Linked DNA regions of Gossypium hirsutum: region 2 is linked to region 1. The links are chromatin contacts, called in public Hi-C maps. All regions are on one chromosome and are shown on one strand. The core of a region is the stretch at or near the end of the contact, and the rest is flanking DNA. Distances in the headings are between cores, read along the strand shown. Region 1 overlaps LOC107955260 (protein CURVATURE THYLAKOID 1A, chloroplastic). Region 2 holds the start of LOC107955263 (RING-H2 finger protein ATL67).

Evidence for each region. A called contact is a pair of places that touch in the nucleus more often than the background predicts.
Region 2: a contact with region 1 is called in a Hi-C map of seedling, with 2.6 times the contacts expected there. The contact joins the promoter of LOC107955263 here to the enhancer-like site in region 1. A contact is called at or near these places in 2 of 34 Hi-C or Micro-C datasets (leaf and seedling).

The regions. Positions count from the first base shown.
Region 1 is chrA07:31,498,550-31,505,039 of Gossypium_hirsutum_v2.1, forward strand. LOC107955260 (protein CURVATURE THYLAKOID 1A, chloroplastic) reads left to right here. Exons shown (of 5, transcript XM_016891002.2): 3 at 82-189; 4 at 314-385; 5 at 601-892. The coding sequence ends at 666. Among protein-coding and RNA genes, the nearest start is that of LOC107955260, 5.1 kb to the left of the region's middle. Within about 2 kb of position 2,397, at least 2 of the 9 cell types and tissues checked have an H3K27ac peak or open chromatin away from gene starts, as enhancers often do.
Region 2 is chrA07:31,719,477-31,725,966 of Gossypium_hirsutum_v2.1, forward strand. It overlaps LOC107955263 (RING-H2 finger protein ATL67), which reads left to right and starts at 2,257. Exons shown (of 1, transcript XM_016891006.2): 1 at 2,257-3,209. The coding sequence starts at 2,375. The coding sequence ends at 2,917.

The sequences.
Region 1 (6,490 bases), core at 1,147-3,646:
GACATTGTCTTATACTATTATGTCTTGTAGATGATGGAGTTGTCTGCAACTGACATGGTTTCCTTCCCTTGTTTTTACTAGTGGGATAAAGTTGAGAGCAAGTCGACAGTTATTCTTTATGGTGGTGGGGCAATCGTTGCTGTTTGGTTATCATCTATTTTTGTTGGTGCTATCAACTCCGTCCCCTTGGTAATTCAACTCTCAACACTACACTTTCTGCTATCTGTATTCGTAATTAGATTGGCTAACAACACATCTTCCCTTTCGATTAAATCACTGATCCAAAACGAAATGATTTTCTGTGTTTTACCAGCTTCCAAAGATAATGGAGTTGGTTGGACTTGGATATACAGGATGGTTTGTCTACAGATACCTTCTTTTCAAGGTAGGGTTTATTAAACTGTGTAGCCCCATCAATCTTAGTACTGCCTAATGTTGTCCTCTTTCAGTGCTTATGTTATAGATGGTATTTAACTTAAAAACAATGGCTTCACTTACAAATTATTAATGTTTTTAAGACTAGTTAGGGTAAATAAATCATATGTACGCATTCCGCGCTAATCAAGAACCATGTGTTAACAACAAAGCTTATTTCCTCAGTCAAGCAGGAAGGAACTAGCTACGGATATTGAGTCACTGAAGAAGAAGATTGCTGAAACTGAATAGATGCACACAAAGATTGGCATGCCTTCATTTTATTTTTGGTCCCTTTGTACCCTGTAAAACAGACATGTGTATCATATCATGTAATTGTAGGATTGCCTTGTATATGTAATCCATGCCGAACTTTTTGTTTGCCCTGTTCTTAGAGTGATACTAGTCCATTTTTATGTGTATGTTCATGGGGGTATAATTTCCATCCCTCTATCTATAAATGCATTTTTAATCTGTATGAAGTATAGCTTGTTTCTTCCATTGAAATGACTCTGATTCATTTCCTTTCCCAATGGAGGGCAGCCTAATCATTCAGCAAAATGCGTTCAAATCTAATATCACAAACTGTATAAAACTTTTGGTTCTTATCCCCATTAAAGACAGTCTTCGACCATGAAAGACTCAAAGGTTTTGCAAAAGAATTCATGTAATTAAATGCTTAATCCCTTGTCCCCACCGAATGTGTAGCTTGCCTTTACATTTGCTAACGAACTCCTTTGTTAGCTTTGAGCTTTGAGCTTTTTGCAAAAGTCAACTGCAAAACTAACACAACCCTTTTCCTTCATCCCCCACCAAAGCAGTAAAACGAGGTCTTTCAACATGATAAGAATACATGAATGACAAAATCTAAAAATTATCATCATAAAAAGCAAACCTTACTCGATAATTTAATACCTGTGTAGATCCCATTTGTGAATTATCAAAGTCAAGCATGCAAATGGTGATTAAACTTTTGTTGGATAATAGAAAAATAGAAACATTAATGGGGATATATATAGTGAAGGAATTCCACAAGGCTAGATTTTGTCTCCGGCGGGGGGGGGGGGGAGGGGTGGAACAGAGATGAATCTAGCCGTTGTGGGATAGTTTTTTAACAAGTATGGATAGTTTAGTAGTGTATCAAAATTTCTCCTTAATCTTTAGTAGAAAAAAAATTGATTTCTTTTTAATCGAAGAGAGAGAAGAAAAAAGAAGTTACAATCATCAATCTAGAATATGTTAAGCCATTACAATCATCTTTTAAGACCCTTCAAATAGAATCAGGTGGAGCGGCACGAAGATTTGTCCCAAAGTTAGCCAAGCTGTGGGCTACCTGGTTTCCCAGTTCCAAATAGCTCGAATAATAGCATTCGGAGTCTGTTCATTGTCCAGATTTTTCATCGCGAGACATCACTGAAAAATTCAACAAGGTTTGAACAGCCTGTATATCCAAGTGGTGTAAGCAAATTAAAGTCCCAACCGTTAAGCCAAATAAGGACAACCACGCAGATTCATGACCATCAAGTTTTCAGCAACCTGAAACAAACAAATATTGCATATAAAAAAGTACCCAGCTTATAAATTGCCAAAAACTAGCTAGTTACAAGCAGAAGAAACCGGCATAAATGAATTAAAGAAGAAAGCAGACAATGTGTGTATATATATATATACATATATAATGATCAAGGACAGCAAGCTTTTGAGGACAAAAGTGAGAAGGAAGAGTTGTCAATGCACATCCTTGCATTTGAAGCCTCTTGAGGAACAAATTTAAGCTTTCCTTCCTGTTTCACATGATTCACATGAACCAGTCTTATATTAACCAAGTTCCAGTAATACTTAATGACGGAGAGAAAATTAATAGAAAAAAGGTGATAAACTTAGAAGGAGCAAAAGGAGCTCCCTTCACCTCAATACCGAAAAAGAAGGCAAATCACGTCTTCCAGGTCATGCAAACCCTAGCCCACGCAGTAATTGACGCAGGGTGGCGCAGCTAGGGATATCCATGAGCTAGCAGCCGTAGGAATTGTGCCATCACCTCCTTTCAGTGTTGAAGTGTTGGGAGCTCCTTTGGACGCTACATCAACCCAATTTAATTATCCATACACATTAGGTTCCTCAACCCCAGCCCTTTTATAGGTACTTTGATCCAGCTCTAGTGTTTATGTATCTGATAAAGTATAATCAGGACTAATAAATTTTAAAGATCATGAGGATCTCCAGGTGAGATTTTCTTTATCAGAGTTGCTGAAACGTTGCAACTTATTCCAAACATTACACTTTTTTCTTTTTTTCTTTTTTTGGAAAGAAACTGAAATTACAAATTCTGCATTCCGCCTATGGAACATCATCAATATTTTAGATTTATTTTGGGTTAAAATCATATTTATTCCATAAACTTTGTATTTTTTCAAACTTTGTCTCAACACATTTTTGTCCACATTAGAACTTGATTGTTGTTCTAAATTTAATCCCTAAATTTAGATTACATGCAAATTTAAATATATATATATCATCTAAAAAGGTACAAAATATTATTAAAAAAGAACTAAAGGAATTTAAAAAATATATTTTGCCAAGATAAATACGATTTTGATTGTATTGTTAATAAGATAAATATTTTGATAGATTGAGTGACTGTTAATAAAAAATTGTTTTTTAATTGTGTTGTTAATAAGATCAATATGATTTAAGTTTGAAAAAACCATATAAATTAACCAGTGATTTTTTTTACGGTGAAATCCACATATTTAAATTTATTTAAAATTTGGTTATATACTAATTAAATAATTGTAATAAGAAGATTATTGTGATTTTTTTCCGAAAATTAGTTGATGTGATATTTTTGTAGTACATAGTATATTAAGCATATAAATTTAAGTAAAAATTAAAACAATTGCAAAATTAGATATTTAATTAATAAGGTGTTACAATGAATAACAAACTTATTTTTGTTCTTCCTCTTCAACATATGCAAGGATTGTTATATCAAAAAATTATTATTTTTGACAATATATTATAATGAGTTTATAAATTAAATTTTAAGTATGATTATCATTTTATTATATTACTGAACATTGTCAATGTATCGATAAAAAAAGAAATGTACATTAAGATTTTAATATTACCAAAGAATGTAATATATATCTTTTTTAGAAAAAAATCGTTTTATTTTATTGAAAAATTTATGAAAGAAATAGAAAATATTTCCCTAATTTTAAGATACAATTAAAATTTCAATCACTAACTGTGAAGTAATTTATCTTTAAAGTCTTACCTCTCGTGGTTTACGGCAAGGGTTGTGAGTGGATGTAATATCTTGATTTTGGGCCTTGTCGAAATGGTGGTTTCAAGACCACAAATTTGAGATAGAAATAATTATTTTATAATTATTTTGAGGTCTATGATATGATTGCATGATTGTGTGAAAATTTCGTAAAGAAATTCTATGCGTAAAGTGCTTAATTTGAAATTAGGGACTAAATTGAATAAATTGCAAAACTTGTGTTCTAGAAGCATTTTGCACAAAATTGAATTAGATTATTAAAATTAGAGGTCCTTAAAGAGTAATTTGACCAATTTCTAAAAAAAATTGGACAAAAATGGGCTTGGAAGGGTAAAAATTTAAAGAATAGTAAAAAGGGCATTTTGGTCATTTAGCAGTAAAATGAATTAAAAGACAAATTTTAAAACCCAAATGTGTCCATCTTCAACCCCATCGCCGAATATAGCAAGGAGAAACCATGTCTAGGGTTTTTCAAGCTTCCAAGCTCGATTGTAAGTCCTTTCTAGCCTCGTTTTTAATGTTCTTTACGTTTTTGGAGTCCCGGTAACTTGATTTAGCTTATTCTAGCAATAATTCATGCTAGGGTTCATATTTGGAAAAATACCCATAGGTTAAATGTGTTTATTTTAATGTTTTATGGTAGAATATGAAGCTTGAAATTGTGTTAAACAATTTTTGCTAAGTGATTTTATGTAAAAACGAGTAAAACGACATAATCGATAAAAATACCTAATGTCCATAAGTACATGTTAGAGTGAGAATTTGATGTTGCTATAGAAGGGAAAAACGGTCAGCATGTCATAAAACATAATAAAATAGGCTGAAGTTTAATTTACGAGCTTTGGGGCAAAAGTGTAAATATGCAAAAGTTTAGGGGCAAAAGTGTAAATATGCAAAAGTTTAGGGGCAAAATTGTAATTTTGCTAAAATATGATTTTGGGTCAATTTGAATAATGTAAGTCCTAATTAGACTATATTTTAAATGATAGAGCAAGGAAAACTAAAATTCAGGCTAAAATGGGGAAAATACCAAGTTGTGGACGAAATGGTAAAAGTAGCCATTTTCGCATACGAGGTATGTTCATATGTAAATGTTGGTAACATAGTTATTATTTTAAATGTTTTAATGTTATTTAAATGATATGATAATTATTATGAAATATTATACTTGTGATAATTGTTTGATAATATGTCAAATTATGTGATATACTTGGAAAATGTGAAATACTACTGAGTATCGGTATCGGCATTCCGTAGAAGATGGTTGAGACACATGATTGGGAAAAAGGTCCCGTTGAACCTTAGGAATGGATTAGGATACAAGTGACATGTCACTGGGATATTTGGGCATTCGAACTCGTTGAGTTGAGTCCGAGTTCACTTATGGATGCGAAGGTCCGAACTCATTGAGTTGAGTCCGAGTTCGTGAGATGTAACTAGGCATCCGAACTCGTTGAGTTGAGTCCAAGTTCACTTATGGATGCGAACACCCGAGCTCGTTGAGTTGAGTCCGAGTTCGCTTATGGGCAGGTTACATGGTAGCTTGGCTACATATGTGGCACTTATGTGCAAACTTTCCATGTATTCGAATTATATTCCGATGTGTTCAACGGGTAAAGTTCTACTCAAATGGAGGAATACTCGAGATGAAAGGGACGTATTGGTAAGTGTTGTGAAATGGATACTTTGAACAGGTATGTACTTAACCCTCGGGTTGAAAACTCAATATAACAACAATATGGTAAGATGATAAATGAAAATATGATATGAATGCCTTGGTGATGATTATGCAAATGATGTTTTATGTTTGCTTATATGGTTATGTTACTTGCTATTTGCATGTGAATTTACTAAGCATTTATGCTTGCTCCCTCCTTTTCATTCCTTGTAGTTTTGACAAGCCAGCTCGAAAATCGGGAGCGGTCGGAGGCTTGCTCACACTATCCGTATACCATCTTGGCATAATGGCTTGTATATTTTAAGTATGGCATGTATAGCATTATAGTCATTTTGTATATATGGTCTTATGATATGGTTATTGAGTGGTATGGAAATGCTTGGTAATGACTAGCCATTGGAATGGCTAATCATGATCATATTTTGTGTTATGTATGTCAAATTGCTAGCTAATCCACGGAAACCATGAAATAGATAAAATTTACCATAAAATAGATTCAGATAGTAGTAGTGACGTGAACTTGAAAAATCACTAAAAATAGTAGAAATGGAATTAAATGATGAATAAGTTATGGAATCGAAGCTTGATGAGTATATTTTCATATGGAAGAAACGAAACAGCTGAATGAGTTATATTTTATGAGATATTTAAGTTTTGGTGGAATAGGTTTAGAGCGATCTCTGAATCCCCTATTCTTATTTTAAAAATTCACCATCAATTGTAAAAAAACAATTAGGAGTTGTGTCTTACATGTATGAAATCCTTATTGAGTCTAGTTTTATGAGGAACAAACAGCATAGTCATTGAAACTCTGTACAGGGAGATATCTGATTCGTAATACACAGAAGTCAGAGTAGTCGAACCCTGAAATAAGGGAGATTTTAACTAATAAATTGTACTAATTGGCTTGACCAAAAATTATATAAAAAAATTAGTAAATAGGTATATGAGTCTAGTTTCAGGAAAAATTTACGGATCTTAATTTCGAGTTTTGGAACTCGAGATATGAATTTTTAAGCGACTATGACGTAGATTGCCAGCTTGACTGGAAATTTTAAAAATAAATTGTTTGAGCTATTTAAGTAATGAATTAAGCCTGTTAACACCTCGTG
Region 2 (6,490 bases), core at 1,007-3,506, 220 kb after region 1:
ATATTACTATGAAGAATATAAAAGAGTAGATGATGTGGTCCAGTTGGACATCACGTGTCTTTTATTGTCATAGTTTTCCCCCTTATTAGTGAAGTGCATTAAAAAGATATTTATTCCACAAATGTGTTGTTTACCAAACGATTCCAATTATATATTTATTCTTTTTTATTTCTATAATTAAAAATTTATTTTAATAATTATTCCATTTTTACACTTTATCTCAAAATCTCAATCTAAGAAACTAGTCTATTTATTCAAAACAGTTTAAAAAGATATTTTAAGTTTGTCAAAATATGTTTCTATATATAAAGTAAATTAAATTAAAAAGGTATCTAATCTAATTTCTAAAACATTAATTTAAAACTAAAAGAATAACAATTTGAATGAAACTCTTATTATTATTATTATGATTCTAAAACAAAAAACAAGTATCTCAATTACATAGTTTACACCCATCCTTCTCTATTACTACTTACAAAATCATCACTATCAACCACATTCATCCACTACTCTACAACCACATCTCGCCGGATTTTTATGTTTGAATAAAATTTTGGTGAGAAAAATCTCAAACACACAAATAGAATATGAAAGAAACACGATCAATAATTCAAAAAAAAGAAAAAGAAATAGGTATCTATTTATAATAGAAGATTTTTTTAGAATTTTTGGTATATTTTTCAAATAAAATTTTACTCCTATTTATATAAATTTTCATGTCTCTTCATAAAGAAATATTACAATAGGTGTCTTTTTTGAATAATCACATATATAAGAGACATAATTATTCATCTAATATCACTTGATTAAACATAACTATTCAAATAATATTGTTTGAATAGTTATAACTTTTTTGTCAAAAATCAAGTGATATAACTCTTTACCAATAAACAAAAGATATAACTTTTTATTAATTACATGTCACACCTGATATTCATTAAGGTTTGAAAAATTAATGAAGGTTTGGGAGTAAATTGAAAGAGAGAGTGTAACACCCTTAACCCGTCTCCACTACCGGATTAGGGTTACGTAGCATTACCGAACAATTAGAAACATTTAACACCACAATATTTAAGTAAATTAAACATATCATAATCCATTCAATCACATGCATTCCGACCCTAAATCAAGCCCTCGAGGCCCTAAAAATAACTTTGAGACACTTCGAGACTAATCTGAAATAAATAAGAAGCTTTAAGAAAAAGATGTAAAAATTAAAAAACAGGGGTCACACGGCCGAGTACAACACCTCAAGCCATGTAACTTTCAAACAAGGGACACACGGTCGTGCCCCAACCCGTGTCCTCACCCGTGCAACTCACTGAGATGCCCCACACAACCATGTGTCAGGCCGTTTAACTCACTGACTTGAACACTAAGAAACTCCTAGATGACACACAACCATGTGACAACCCATGTCCTTAGCCGTGTGAGCCCAAAATTTACCTAAAATCAAGCCATTTCAAAACCAATTCCTACCTAGCCATTCATACCATTTGGGCACACCTTCAAGGGGTTCAAATATCATCCAAACAAACTTAAACATGCCATTTCAAACAACCTAAATCACCTAACCAATATGTCATTCAAAGGCACCACAATTGTACCAAAACTTCAACTATCAAAACATACCAATATGTTCAATTATGTGCCAACTATGCCATAAATGACCATTTCCAAACTATCATCAACATACCAAGAGTATCTTATTTGCAAGCATTTTAAAGTACCAAAATGACATAACTTACTGAAGTGTTAAGGTTCACCAAACCAAATACAAACTTCAAAACATATATATACAAAAACACCAATAACATATTCACAAGATACTCCTACAAAACATCCTATACAACTATCTATAATCAAAAGATCTTAATCAACTAATACCCCCTAGGTACATGCCAAAAACACAGAAGAGAACATCACTGACATTGAGTATGAGATTCTTGTAGGATGCTGAATCTACATATACTATTTACCTAACTTGAAAATATGAAAACGTAAATTTACCATTTACTATAATTTTACTTAAAAATTTAAACCATATAAAAAATTAATTTAATAAATAACGTAATTCATAACTATAAAAATTGTTGTTATAAAAATTTAAAATAAAATATAAAAAATCGAATCTTCTATTATTATAACGAGTAAAACTTCAAAATGATTAAAGAAAATGGCTAATATACGTTAGTTGGTAATTTAAAATTGAACTTATTTGAACCCTCTGTGTGATTTAGAACGCAGAAATAAATGTTGGAAAGTGAGTAAATAAATGCTGTAGCTGGAGCATTAAATCTCCCCCACCTTCTTTTCCGGTTTCTTTTTCTTTCTCTTTCCTTAATCAAATGGATTCTCTTATTCCTCTCCTCAAATGTCCACCCATTCCCATTCTTCCCCTCTCTATTTCACCAACTTAGGCCTCGGCTACTCCATCGCCATTGCCCTTGGTTTCCTTGTCCTCCTCTCCATCGTCCTCCTCGCTTCCTACATCTGCTGCCGTCCTTCTTCCTCTTTTTCTCCCAACCCTACCCCCGCCTCCGATGGAATCATCCTTCCCCGGGTTGTTTTCGTTGCCGAAGATGAGGACGATGAGAACGTCGTCGTTGGGCTCGATCAAGCCGTTATAAACTCATACCCCAAGTTCCAGTTCACTAAAGAGGCGGCTGCTGTGGGTTCTACTAACGTTAACACGACGTGTTCGATTTGTTTATGCGAGTATAGGGATTTGGAGATGTTGAAGATGATGCCTGAGTGTAGGCATTATTTCCATGTTTCTTGTCTGGATGCTTGGTTGAAACTTAATGGGTCTTGTCCCATTTGTCGGAACTCGCCGCTTCCAACTCCGCTTTCTACGCCTTTGTCGGAAATCGTGCCTTTGTCTCAGCACGCTGCGGACCGGAGGAGGATGAGGTGACTTTTTTTGTTTTTTAAATAAATCTCAGTTTCGATGGAGGTTGGTCAATGGGTTGTGATTTTGATTGTTTAGGGGAGAAGAGGCTCAGTTCTGAGCATGAAATCAATTAGAAAGCCATGGAATTCATTTCTCCTCACTTATTTTTGAAATTTGTACCAAATTTTGTAAACACTAACTTAAAATTTTTTTTCATGGGAACGGTATCTTGTTTCAGTCTTTTCAAATGTTATGGTCCTATTAGTTTTTTATACTGTACATAAAACTGCCAACGAAGGAAGTGCAGTTTACTTTACTATTGGGTTGTGAAGTGCCGAGCCAATTTTGTTAATGGTGATGATTGGAAAGTAGTGCCTGCCTGCCGTTACCCGTTACTGAGTCCATGTTGACGCTTCGCAATGTTCGATGGAATGCATCCGGAATTTCGGATGCAAGAAGTTAACAACTTCACTTCTCCGCCAAACAATGGCATTGTCTCTCAAATTGCATTTTAGTCTCCATAATGAAAGACTAAAAAAAAAAAAAAGCCCCAACTATTTTATAGATTAGATGAAAGAACAAAATATTTCGTTTGTTGAAATTGTGCAATTAAATATTTATTTATATATAAGGTATAAAAATTTTAATTTCTGACTTTTAAATCTTCATTCAATTTGGCATCTATTGTTTTTATTTGGAGTCAATTGGCAGTCAAATTTTCATAAGGTAAGTTGGGTTAACAAATAATTTAAAATTTATTTAAATTATAAATAAACAGTATAATTGTAAAATTTATAAAAAAAATTCAAAATTAAAAAAATATAAAAATATTAATTATTAAAGGAAAATTTTACTTGTATCAGTGTAAAACTCAACGATCCAATCGTCAATTTTATATTCTTTTTATATAGATAATGTGTGTCAAATTTAATAAAAATTAAAAATTTCTAACTATTTTTTTATTTTAAAAAAATTCTAACCATTTAATAAATATTTATATATAATTTTAGATCGATATGATAGAGATATCATATTGATTCAAAATTTTATGTACTTGACAAGTATAATTATATCGGTAAATTTAAAAATTAGATCATTAAAATATTAAAGGTACAAAGAAGTACGCAAGGTTGTAAGTAGATCCTTCATCAAAATATTGTAAACACTTTCAAATTTTCAATAAAATTTTTACACATTTAAAAAATGAAAAAGAATTTAATTTTTTTAAAAATTAAATTTTAAAAATTTCCAAATAATTTTGAAAAAAAATTGAAAATTCTTTAAAATTCAAAACAAAAATAACAAAACCTTTAAAATCAACTTAATTATGAAAATAGTATTAAAATATTAATGACTCTTTACCTTCTTTTCATATTTCTAATAAAGACATTAATTTTTATAAAAAATAATACTTTTTTTTTTCCATTTTTTAAGTTTGATTATTTTTCATAATTTTTTAATTTTATAAAATTTTAGAGATCTTATTGAAAATTCGAAAAAAAAGTTCTATAATTTGTAATGTATTTTTACGTATTATTTATTAAAATTTGAATAACTTTTTCATAATTTTTGAAATTAAAAAAAATAGAATTTTAAAGATTTTTTGTCGAAAATTTGAAAAACTTTTAGAATTTGTCAAGCTTATTATTATTATTATTATTATTATTATTATTATTATTTTCAAATTTAAAAGCTAAAAGTTATAGCTTTGAAAAAAAATTATATTTTTTATTTTTTAAAATAAAAATAAAAATCTTTGTCATTTCTATTTTTTTAAAATCTTAGAATTTCTTATTGAAAAATAATACTGTTATAATACTAATTTTGCCCCTTCCTCTAATATCAACATTTTTCAATAGGGAGTCAATATGCAATTTAAGGTATGGTATAGGGACTGTTATAGAACTTTTATCACCAATCAGATTCATCAACAGCTAGAATCAGAACCCCAAAAGTCTAGCAGAACAAAAGAAAGATACAAGAATTCCAATTTCCATGTTTATGTATTTGTTTTGATAACATTTAAAGGCTAATTCAACCATATTGATGACATGAATATAAAATAAAATAAAATAAAAACTTGAATTAAATGATGAATTATGTTCTTTGGGTTTTTATTTTTATTTTTTTGAATTACAATAATAGTGTAAAGCCCGAATAACAAATACGGTTAGCGTGACTCGAATTCAGATCACACCTAAAGCAGTAAACACTCTTGACCATATGCAATCATATGAGGTTTTTTATTTTGGTAAAAAAAAAGCCTAAAAATTACAAGAATAACATTTAATCAAAAGAACCGCTTGAAAGCTTATTCCTATCAATTAAAACGTGAGCCATCTCGGGTGGGATGTCGAAGACTTGCATGCTTCCTTTCTCAGTCAAAGCTTGTTTCGCTAAACAATCCGCAACTTGATTTTGTTCCCTCGGGATATACTGCAGAAACCATTGTTCTTCTGGAGCTATAATATTAAGAATTCGCCTAATTAATGCTGAATTAGAGACTGTTGAATAACTACCTAGGATGCCTTTTAACAACTTTCAAGCTATCAGAGTGAATGATAACATGATCATAGTCCAAACGTTGAATTAGTTTAAGACCTTCAAGAATACCCCACAATTCTGCATTGAAAACCGAACATTTTCCAAGAAAGCGATGGAAGCCAATGATCTATTGTCCCTCCTTATTGCGAAGAACTCCCCCAGCTGCAACGAGTCCAGAGTCCAATTGCATTGCCCCATCAATAAAAAGATGAACTTGTTCTTCAAAGTTTAAAGCTTCACCAGATTGATCAAGGTATCCAGAAGGGACCTCTTAAGAGGAAGAGAAAAAATGTAGCGCCCAATTATAGGATCCTTGGACTATTTCTTTTGAGCTTCAAGGCTTGCTTTGAAAGATGTATAAATTTCAGTTTTTCCATAAGCGCCAAATGAGCATCCCAAAGAAACAAGCCCAGCTAGTTCCCCCTCATGAATCAACCTATTTCCCTGCAAATTAAGAAGGAACCAATCTTGAAAATGAGAAGAAAAGAAGTTGATATACCTATCTAGATTAACCTGATTCCAGACATTATGCAAAATATCTTTTGATTGAAAACCACATATGTGATACGAAGGGTCATTCGAGATACCTCTCCTAACTCTTTCAACATTACTGAGAAATCTTCCTTGTAGTATCGTCCAAGCCATCTTCTATTTTTCATCATCTGGATTCCAATCTCCTCCCTTGATGTCCTTATAGGCAGACTTAACAGTAAAAACCCCAGACGAAATGTGATTCCAAGAAATTCTGTAGGGACTTTCTAAAGGAAGTGGAGGAGGAATGCCTTTAATAACCTGAATCACCTCTTCCGATAACCAAATTCGAAAGAGGTCTAAGTTTCATAAGCTATCCTCAATAACCATCTCGTTCAGAAGACAATCATAATTAAGATTAGCATAAGGAGAAATGCGTCTAAACAGGGGTCCAATATCAAGAATCCAATTATAGTGCCAACACTGGATTTTGTGACCATCACCAACAGACCAATGTAAATTCTCATGGAGAAGAGGCTAAATTTTAGAAATAGACTTCCAAAGAAAGGAACTTTTATCTCT